Linked DNA regions of Pan troglodytes: region 1 is linked to region 2. Evidence: chromatin contacts called from public Hi-C data. All regions are on one chromosome and are shown on one strand. Each heading gives the region's core, a stretch centred on a gene start, on an enhancer-like site or on the middle of the called end of the contact. The rest is flanking DNA. Distances are from core to core; before and after follow the strand shown.

What was found. A called contact is a pair of places that touch in the nucleus more often than the background predicts.
Region 1: a contact with region 2 is called in a Hi-C map of stem cell-derived neural progenitor cells, with 5 times the contacts expected there. The contact joins the promoter of LHX2 here to the enhancer-like site in region 2. A contact is called at or near these places in 1 of 7 Hi-C or Micro-C datasets (stem cell-derived neural progenitor cells) and 1 of 1 datasets of contacts at active chromatin or transcription factors (stem cell-derived excitatory neurons).

What each region holds. Positions count from the first base shown.
Region 1 is chr11:14,444,015-14,448,024 of NHGRI_mPanTro3-v2.0_pri, reverse strand. It overlaps LHX2 (LIM homeobox 2), which reads left to right and starts at 2,649. Exons shown (of 5, transcript XM_016961627.3): 1 at 2,649-3,512. The coding sequence starts at 3,393. LOC134807629 (a long non-coding RNA gene) reads right to left here and starts at 508. Exons shown (of 2, transcript XR_010148569.1): 1 at 110-508.
Region 2 is chr11:14,063,260-14,067,091 of NHGRI_mPanTro3-v2.0_pri, reverse strand. The region is part of intron 5 of PSMB7 (proteasome 20S subunit beta 7); the gene reads right to left. Among named protein-coding and RNA genes, the nearest start is that of PSMB7, 25 kb to the right of the region's middle. Within about 2 kb of position 2,006, at least 4 of the 24 cell types and tissues checked have an H3K27ac peak or open chromatin away from gene starts, as enhancers often do. A contact at or near this core is called in stem cell-derived neural progenitor cells, where this site is marked.

The DNA.
Region 1 (4,010 bases), core at 1,400-3,899, 380 kb before region 2:
GCCGCCGTTTCCGGCGCCTGCGAAGGTTCCGTACCTGTAGGTGCCCGCTCCCCCCACCCCTTGCCTTTCCCTTGGCTGCAGCTTCTCGCACCGCGTAAATGTCACTCACGTGTCAGGATGTGTGTTTACAGCCTGTTCCTCTGCTTGTTTAGTCTCGGCGGACAGGGCTCAGCGGTTGCGCGACATTCCCCGCCGCTGGGGGAGATTAGCAAAGTTACCCGCCTCTGGACCCCGGGGCCTGGGCCCCTAGATCCCGCCCCGCGGCGGGAGATGCGTTTGAGCCTTTTACAGACGGAGCGCGTCCCAGCCTGACGCAGAGGGATGAATAGACAAGCGCACCGGGCGGGAATCCCGACTGCCTGTGTATCTGGGGTCGGCCCAGCGTTGGACGTGGGCTGCTGGTCCGAGAGGTGGCGACGGAATCGCGTGCCTATATGTATGGGGGAGTGGAAAGTCGCAGGGTGTGTTTCCACGTTTCTTGAGCAGCCCGCGGCAAGAGTTGCTGAGTACCCCACCCCCCGCCCCCAGATCCTAAGGCAGCCCCTCGAGCTTTCCAAACGTATTGTATCCAGCCCTCCCGGGAGTGGAGTTGCACCAAGGACAAACACTCTAGCGTCATTACAAATTTTTTCTACCCCTTGGGCGACCTCCAGATGAACCCTGGTGACTCTCAGATTGGATTTTCATTCCTTACTTTCTTTGAAAGAAAGTGCCCCAGATGCGTCAATAAAACATGCCTATGTATTCGTGTAGGCGTCCGCATGCCTGCGCGCCGGCCGTGTGCAGGCGCCGAAGCACACGTCTGTGTGAACACAGGGGCACGCGCGTCTTTGGGTTTAGTGGTCCTTCCCTCGCGTTGGGGCATCTGTACACATGCAGAATATACACATATGATTGTAACTTCAAGTTTTTTCAAATATGCAAAACGACCTCGTAGGAGCACTTGCAGTGATTTAAGTAGAATCGCCTGAGCACGCAAGTGCAGGTATAACGTGCAATTTACCATTTGGCAGTTGCATCCTTCTTTCCAGCTCTAGACACTTACACCTGATGCGCATGTGTAAGACCCTAGCTCTACAGTGGTGCTGGCTGTGATTTTGCCAACAGAGATAAAATTCGTGCTGGCTGTGTTATTGCCAACAGAGATAAACATGTGTATTTGCACACATGAACACAAGTTCATGTGCTTGGGCATTACACGCATACATATATTTGTGCACACATATATTTGTGTGTGAAAGTTACTTACACACGTGAAAAACATGATTTCATGCCTCAACTCTGTACCCTGTGAGGTAAACCGCAGGTCCTGACTATCCCCTTACCTGTCCTGGCAAACAAGTCATTTCAGACTGACACCCGCCTTGTCCCTATTAGACGGAGCCAAACCTGCCTCCGAAGCAGACCCAGATGGGACTCTGTAACCGAAGTGCTTATTCAGTTTTTGTCTACAATCATTTTATTTCCTAAATCCCTCCCCCACCAGACACCTGGGTATTTCCCTCCAGTCCCCAGGAGACTCTAGGGTGAGCCTGAAACCTGGAGGCTGGGGGTAGCAGTTGGGATTTACCCAGCACGCTACTTTGTTGGCCCCTGGGGAGGTGGTGCAGCCAGGCGGGTAAGGAGGACTCGCGCCATCAGCGGGGTCTGAGACATGGTGTGCCCAGTGGGCAGAGAATAGGCCTGTGGTTTTTAAGAACCTCACTGATATCGAATGTGTCTTGGAGTGAGAAAGTTTTTAATGGAAAAGGAGCAAGAGGGAGTGATGAAACAATTTGCTAAGTGCCTACTATGTTCCAGGCATTTTACATCCACAGTCTCTTTCAATCATCACGTCCATGCGGAGGAGAGCTTCTTGTCGCCCATTATAAAGGTCAGAAACAGGCTAAGGGAGGATAAGTCACTGCCTAAGGTTACAGTGCATGTAAATGGCAGAGCTAGGATTCGAACCCTGGCCTTTCTGAGTTCCTAAAGCCATGCTCGCCCCCACTCTTCCAGGCTGGGGAGAGACCGGGAAGAGCGAGAAGCTACATGCTGGGCTGCAGATTGGGCCCTAGCGGGCTTGGAGCGTGGATATGCTGGCTGGCCCCCCTCCCCGGGAGTCACAGCTCTCGCCGGTCTCGCCACTCAGGCTCTGCCGGGTACCCAGGAGGCTTGCACGGCCGCCTGCAGCCCGCTGTGCAGAGCCCGGGCCGAAGGCGGAGCTCGATGGGAAACGGCCGGCCGAAGGCTCTTGCAACTCTGCCACAGGCCTGCCTTCCCGGGCCTCCCAGGCGGGTGCCTGAGGCCGCGGCTCCAGGCCGAAGGGAGACCGCAGTGAGACGAGCATCCCCTTGCTGCGCCTTCTTAGGATAGAGGGTTTAATTTTCCTTTCTGAAGATATCGCAGGAAGCTGTTCGTATCTTAAAAACTCCAAACCCCGCGCTCTCCCTCCTCCCTGCCTCCCTCCCACCCCCGCCCTCCAGCCTCGCCCACCAGCTCCCACCATCTCGACTCTCCTCTGCTCCTCTTGCCTCTCCCCTCCCTCTTGGGTCTCCCGCCTTCCCGGAGCACGCGCTGCCAGGGCCTGGGGCGCCGAGCGGCCAATGGCACGGCGGCAGGACGTGATGTCAGGCGCGGCTGTAGAAAAGGCGCGGAGGCTTGCGCTGGCGCGGACTGCAGAGCCGGGGCTGGGCTAGGCGCGCGCTTGGAGAGCATTGCGCGCGGCTGGGCCCGCGGCCGGCGGCTCCTCCTCCCACTCTGCTCCTCCTCTTTTTTCTCCTCCTCCACCTCCTCCTCCGCCTCCTCCTCCTCCTCTTCCTCCTCCTCTTCAATTCTCCCGGTGGCTCGACTCGGCTCGCAGGCTTCGGAGAAACCCCTACTCCAGTCGCCGACTCAGCGCCCAAGAGGGTCGCCTTGGGCTGGGGGCGCACGCCAGGGAGGGGAGGGGTCCAGGCAGCTGGGCCGCCGCGGACACCTAGCAGCTTCTGGGTGAACCCCGACCGCAGCCGTCGCCGCCTCGGGCAGAGTTTGCGCCCTTGCTTTGCGCCCCGGGCGCTGAAGCCGGGCGGGCGATGCCCGCGGCGTGAAAGCGCCCGCGGCGGGCGCCGACCTCTGCCCTAGTCTCCTGCTCCCCCCGCCCCGCTTGTCCCGTGCCCTTGTGACCCTGGCTTTGGCGCCGTCGCCCAGGCGCCCCGCAATGTAGCTGCCCCCGCGCCTCGGCGGGAGGCGTCCTGCCCCGCGAGCGCCCGGGGCCCGGAGCCCGGCCTGGGGGCTCAGCCGAGCTCGGGCGGGGCCGGGGCCGCGGTGGCGATGCACCGGGCCCGTTAGCGCCAGGAGCGCCAGGCAGCTGAGGCGGGGGGCAAGCCCTCCCTCGGAGGAGCCGCGCCCCCGGCCCCGCCGGTCCCGCCGCGATGCTGTTCCACAGTCTGTCGGGCCCCGAGGTGCACGGGGTCATCGACGAGATGGACCGCAGGGCCAAGAGCGAGGCTCCCGCCATCAGCTCCGCCATCGACCGCGGCGACACCGAGACGGTAGGCGCGCGGCTGTGGGGTCGGGGCTGAGAGCTGGGATGGGGCCGGGCCAGTCAGCGCCTCTGCTCCCCGAAGTTTGGGGAGCGTCCTTCGTGCCGCACGGGACTGGGTGCTGGGGATCCTCGGTCAGAATGCAAGGCCGGTGGCTCCCGGTTCGGGGGAAACCCGGCTGCTGGGACGCAGAAGGGAAACAAGGTTGAAACCGAAATCTCGGCCCTGGGGGTAGAGGAGAGCGTTTCTTCCGAACTGGAAGCGAAGTCCCATCCGCGGCCCGGGGCGGCTCCCTTCTCACCTTGCCCGGTGCCGGGGTCGACAGCCCCGCGCTCTCCTCCACCTCTCGGCTCCGGTTGCTGGCGGCGCCGCAAGCGGCGCCAGGGAAGGGCGAACCAGCTGGGAGCATTGGAGCTCCAGCCGGCTTGGGCCGCTCCCAGCTTTCCGGCAATCGGGGATCCTCCTCAACCCCCAGCGTGGTTTCAGAGGCCGAAGTCTTCGGCGCCA
Region 2 (3,832 bases), core at 757-3,256:
GCCTCCATCCCCAACAGTCTCTGACACATGGCAGCATTAGGAGAGACGCTTATTGAATTAAGCTGCACTAAAAGTGAGGCCAACTACCCAAATGAGGGAGCCAAAAAAAACTCTAAGCTGCCCCTGAAGGCGTGAGGATAGCAGTAAATGCCTGGATAAGGTGTAAAGCAATATTTATCGCCTAGTTTACCATACTAGGCTGAATATAAGACAAACTCAAGTGTAGAGCCAGTTCAATTTTCAAAAAGGAAAAAGGGCCTTAAAAACCGCAAAACCAAGTCCTGTTATATGTCCTAGTCCAGTCCAAACCGCTGTGATATCACAGGAGTGAACGGCCTTTCCTGGATTTCTGCACTATATTAATACTACTGACGCTCTCGGTCTCATCAGTAGTTTCCATGAAGCTGCTCCTTAGCAACCTTCACCAAGCCTGCCTTTTCAGCACACCCACGGTTACTGAGTACCCAGTATTGCTTCCAGAACAAAGCTCTTTAAAACAGAAAAACAAGGTGCAATTCAGTGACCAGCACTTAGGTGAATATAAGTGAGGACACTATGATGGCTACCTAGTCCCCTCAGACTGACCTCCTGCATCCACTGCCCTCCCCCAAGCCCACCTACACACCCTGCTCAACACCCGCCACCCCAACCCACCAAGAAGCCGGGCTGTGGAGAGACAGGGAGGCAGGGAGGACAAATGTCTCTTTCCCTTTCACCTGCAGGGCACTCCCCCATCCACTGCAGACACTCCACAGCTGCTCCAGCTAGGTCCTCATTCAAAGCTCCTCCTGCAACCAACGCCCTGTGGAGTCCTGGAAAGAGCACCTGGCCTGCTTCCCAGCTCTGTCAGGGCCGGACTCACCCACAGACCCTCTTGTCACCCACATCTGCTGAGCCCCAGAAGAAGGAGTCCCAAGCACCAGTTCCACAAGGACCACACCTCCAGCCAGTCTGTTAAAATGAAACATCTTATAATAGCAGGCCCACTGGCTTATAAACAAAATTACTAGCTCCTTTAAGAATGTAAAATAAAAGCCCTGAAACTCCGAAAAATACATGCAACATGCAGAACATTAATAACTAAAAAGAGCTCACAGATAAATACATCAAGACTCCAACAGAGAAGACAGTAGTTTACGAAAGAGAAAAGGTAGAGGCCTACATACATTAAGCAACACTGACCAAGTTCACTAGCAATCAAAGAAATATGAATTGAAGTAAAATAACTACCTTTTGCCTTTTTAATTAGCAAAGATTAAAAAGAATAATAGTGCTGACAAAGGTGTGATCAAATGGGTACTCTGACACACTTGGAGAAGCAGAAATGGATAGAACTCTTCTAATGGGCAATGTAGAAACATCGATTGGAAATCATACAGCTATACATACCCACCAAACCAGCAAATCTCTTAGGGGCTTATTCTAAAGAAACACATGGACAAGTACCCAAGTCACGTATCTTAAAAGATCATTGTTTAGATTAAAGGGGGGAAAAAAAATACCTGGAAGTAAATGTAAAGGTTCAACAATCAGGAGCCAGGGAAAATAAACAATAAAATACTGTACACACAGACATTAAACATGACAAAGTAGAAGTACATTTTTTTGGCAATGGGAAGATATCCATGCTATAGTATTTAGTGGGGGAAAAACATGTTCTAAAGCAAAATTAACAGACATGCTTATGCACTATATATTATACAAACCTGGAAGCACATAAATCAAAATATTAAGCCTATTTCTGGGTGGTGCTATTTTCTTTTTGTTTACTTGTATTTTTAAATTTTTCTTCAAAGTGCAGGCATTAATAGCAATTTTTTAAGGTATAAAAAATTGGAGAAAATCCAACATTGTGAGGGGAGGGAAAAAACAAGCAAAAGACCAAGACTTTGCTAGCTGTCACAGTCTCCGTGTAACAGCAGCAGCAGGCAGCTTATTCCTTACATTTGTATACAAGGGCCTAAAGGTCAATCCATGCATGAGTCAACAGACCCAAAGAACAACAGCAATCAATCATCACAAACAAATACACCATGTCTCTCCTGCCTACCGTCCTTAGGAGGGCTTCCTTAGGACCGTCTTAGAGATACAATCATCTTAATAATGAAGTCCTCTGAGCGTTTCAGCATGGGGCTAGACCCCACTTATCCAGAAGTGTACTCTTGGCAAACACAGCACTGAACAAACTACAACAGATGCACACGGTACTTAAGAACTTTCACAGCACAGTCACATCAGTTTTGTTTGCTCTTCAGGCATGGCAAGTAGTAGTAGTCCCATTTTACAAAAGGAGAATAAAGCTCAAAGATAAGGAACATGCCCAGATCACACAGCCAGTGATAAGCAAATCTGGGATTCTGAAGCCAGATCTTTCTGAATTTAAAGTGTGCGATGTTCTTTCCATTCCACCACGTTTGCCTCTTAAATAGCAAAGCCAAATGCTTGAAATCAAGATTAGCAAGTAAGCCTGGGAGATGGAGCTATCTTTTCTTAGCTCCCCACCCCAAAAAAGCATGCTTTCAAACTTGCTTCTTCTTTAGATTTCAGCTCAACGATTACCACACACATCTGGATATAGTTAATTTGTGTTGTTTTGCTTGGAAATTCAAATGAGACTGGAATTTAGTTAAATGTTTTAAATGATTAAACATATGCCATTCACTGTTTAGCAATGCCACTCAAGTATCTGTTATAACAGCATTTATTTTAAAATAGCCTCATTCAAAAAAAAAAAAAAACCTAAAATTAGTCTCCATTTTCTAAAACCTCTGAAGGTGTTTCGATCTTAGCTTACCAGGATTAGTAATTCACTTTGAAACTAACTTTTTCTGAGCGAACAATCCAATTCAGGATGAAATCTGAAATTTTACAATCTAGATATTGCTTTTACTTGTTCTGTACATTTAAACGTGTTATTTTTCTATGTCAGAGTTCACTAAAATACTCAACAAATTTAGCAATTCTATAATCTATGTTATTAGATATGCTAAAGAAACAGTAAAAGACTGAAATAATTTCCTAAAACCTGCTGCTTCTAAGTCAAAAGCTAGGAAGGACCTGAAAGGTAGAAATCTACTTTTTCTAATAAGGTGCTCACTAACTCTCAAACTGCAGAAGGGGAAAACATTCATTGACGGTCTTAGGTCCTGGACCCTGAACTCAAGTACTGGGAGTATTTGGCCCTTTTACAGACAAGGAAATTGAGACTCAATTGGTTCCAAATAGTTTGCCCATGGCAAGAGTCAATGAGAAGCGGAGCCAAGCTTTAAATCTAGGTCCTATTCTGAAGCATGGGTTCTCAAGCTCATGCACTCTTCAGAAGGGCAACTTCCCACTCTTTCTTCAAACAACCCATTCCCAGGTGCCCACGCAGCAGCAGCAGGCTCTGGGAACACCAAGAGGCACAAGAGGTGGCCCGGCCCTGGCGCTCCCTAGCTGGGCACATCACTCCGAGCTCTGCAAAGCTGCCAAAGTTGCTCCAGGAGGCACAAGCAACTGCATCAAGCACAACGTGAATGATGCAACCGGAAACCGAGGGGCACAGCAGCCCTACTGAACTAGGTTCCTTCCCCGCACAAGAGGCAGGGGACAGGAGGTGCCTTCCTCAAAGGGTGGCTCTGAGGGTTACACAAGATGGCGCGTGTAAAGCAAAATGCTGGGGACACTGAAAGTTCAAGAAAAGCTGGCTGATGAAATTCCTCCCCGACAAGGTCCTGGTCCTCCAGGCAGCTATTTTATACAATCACTCTCAGCAAGTCCCAGGGTTGGCAGCTTTCATGGAAACAGAGGTCTTCAGAATTTCTTTCTCAAAGTCATGAAGTTATGAGAGGCA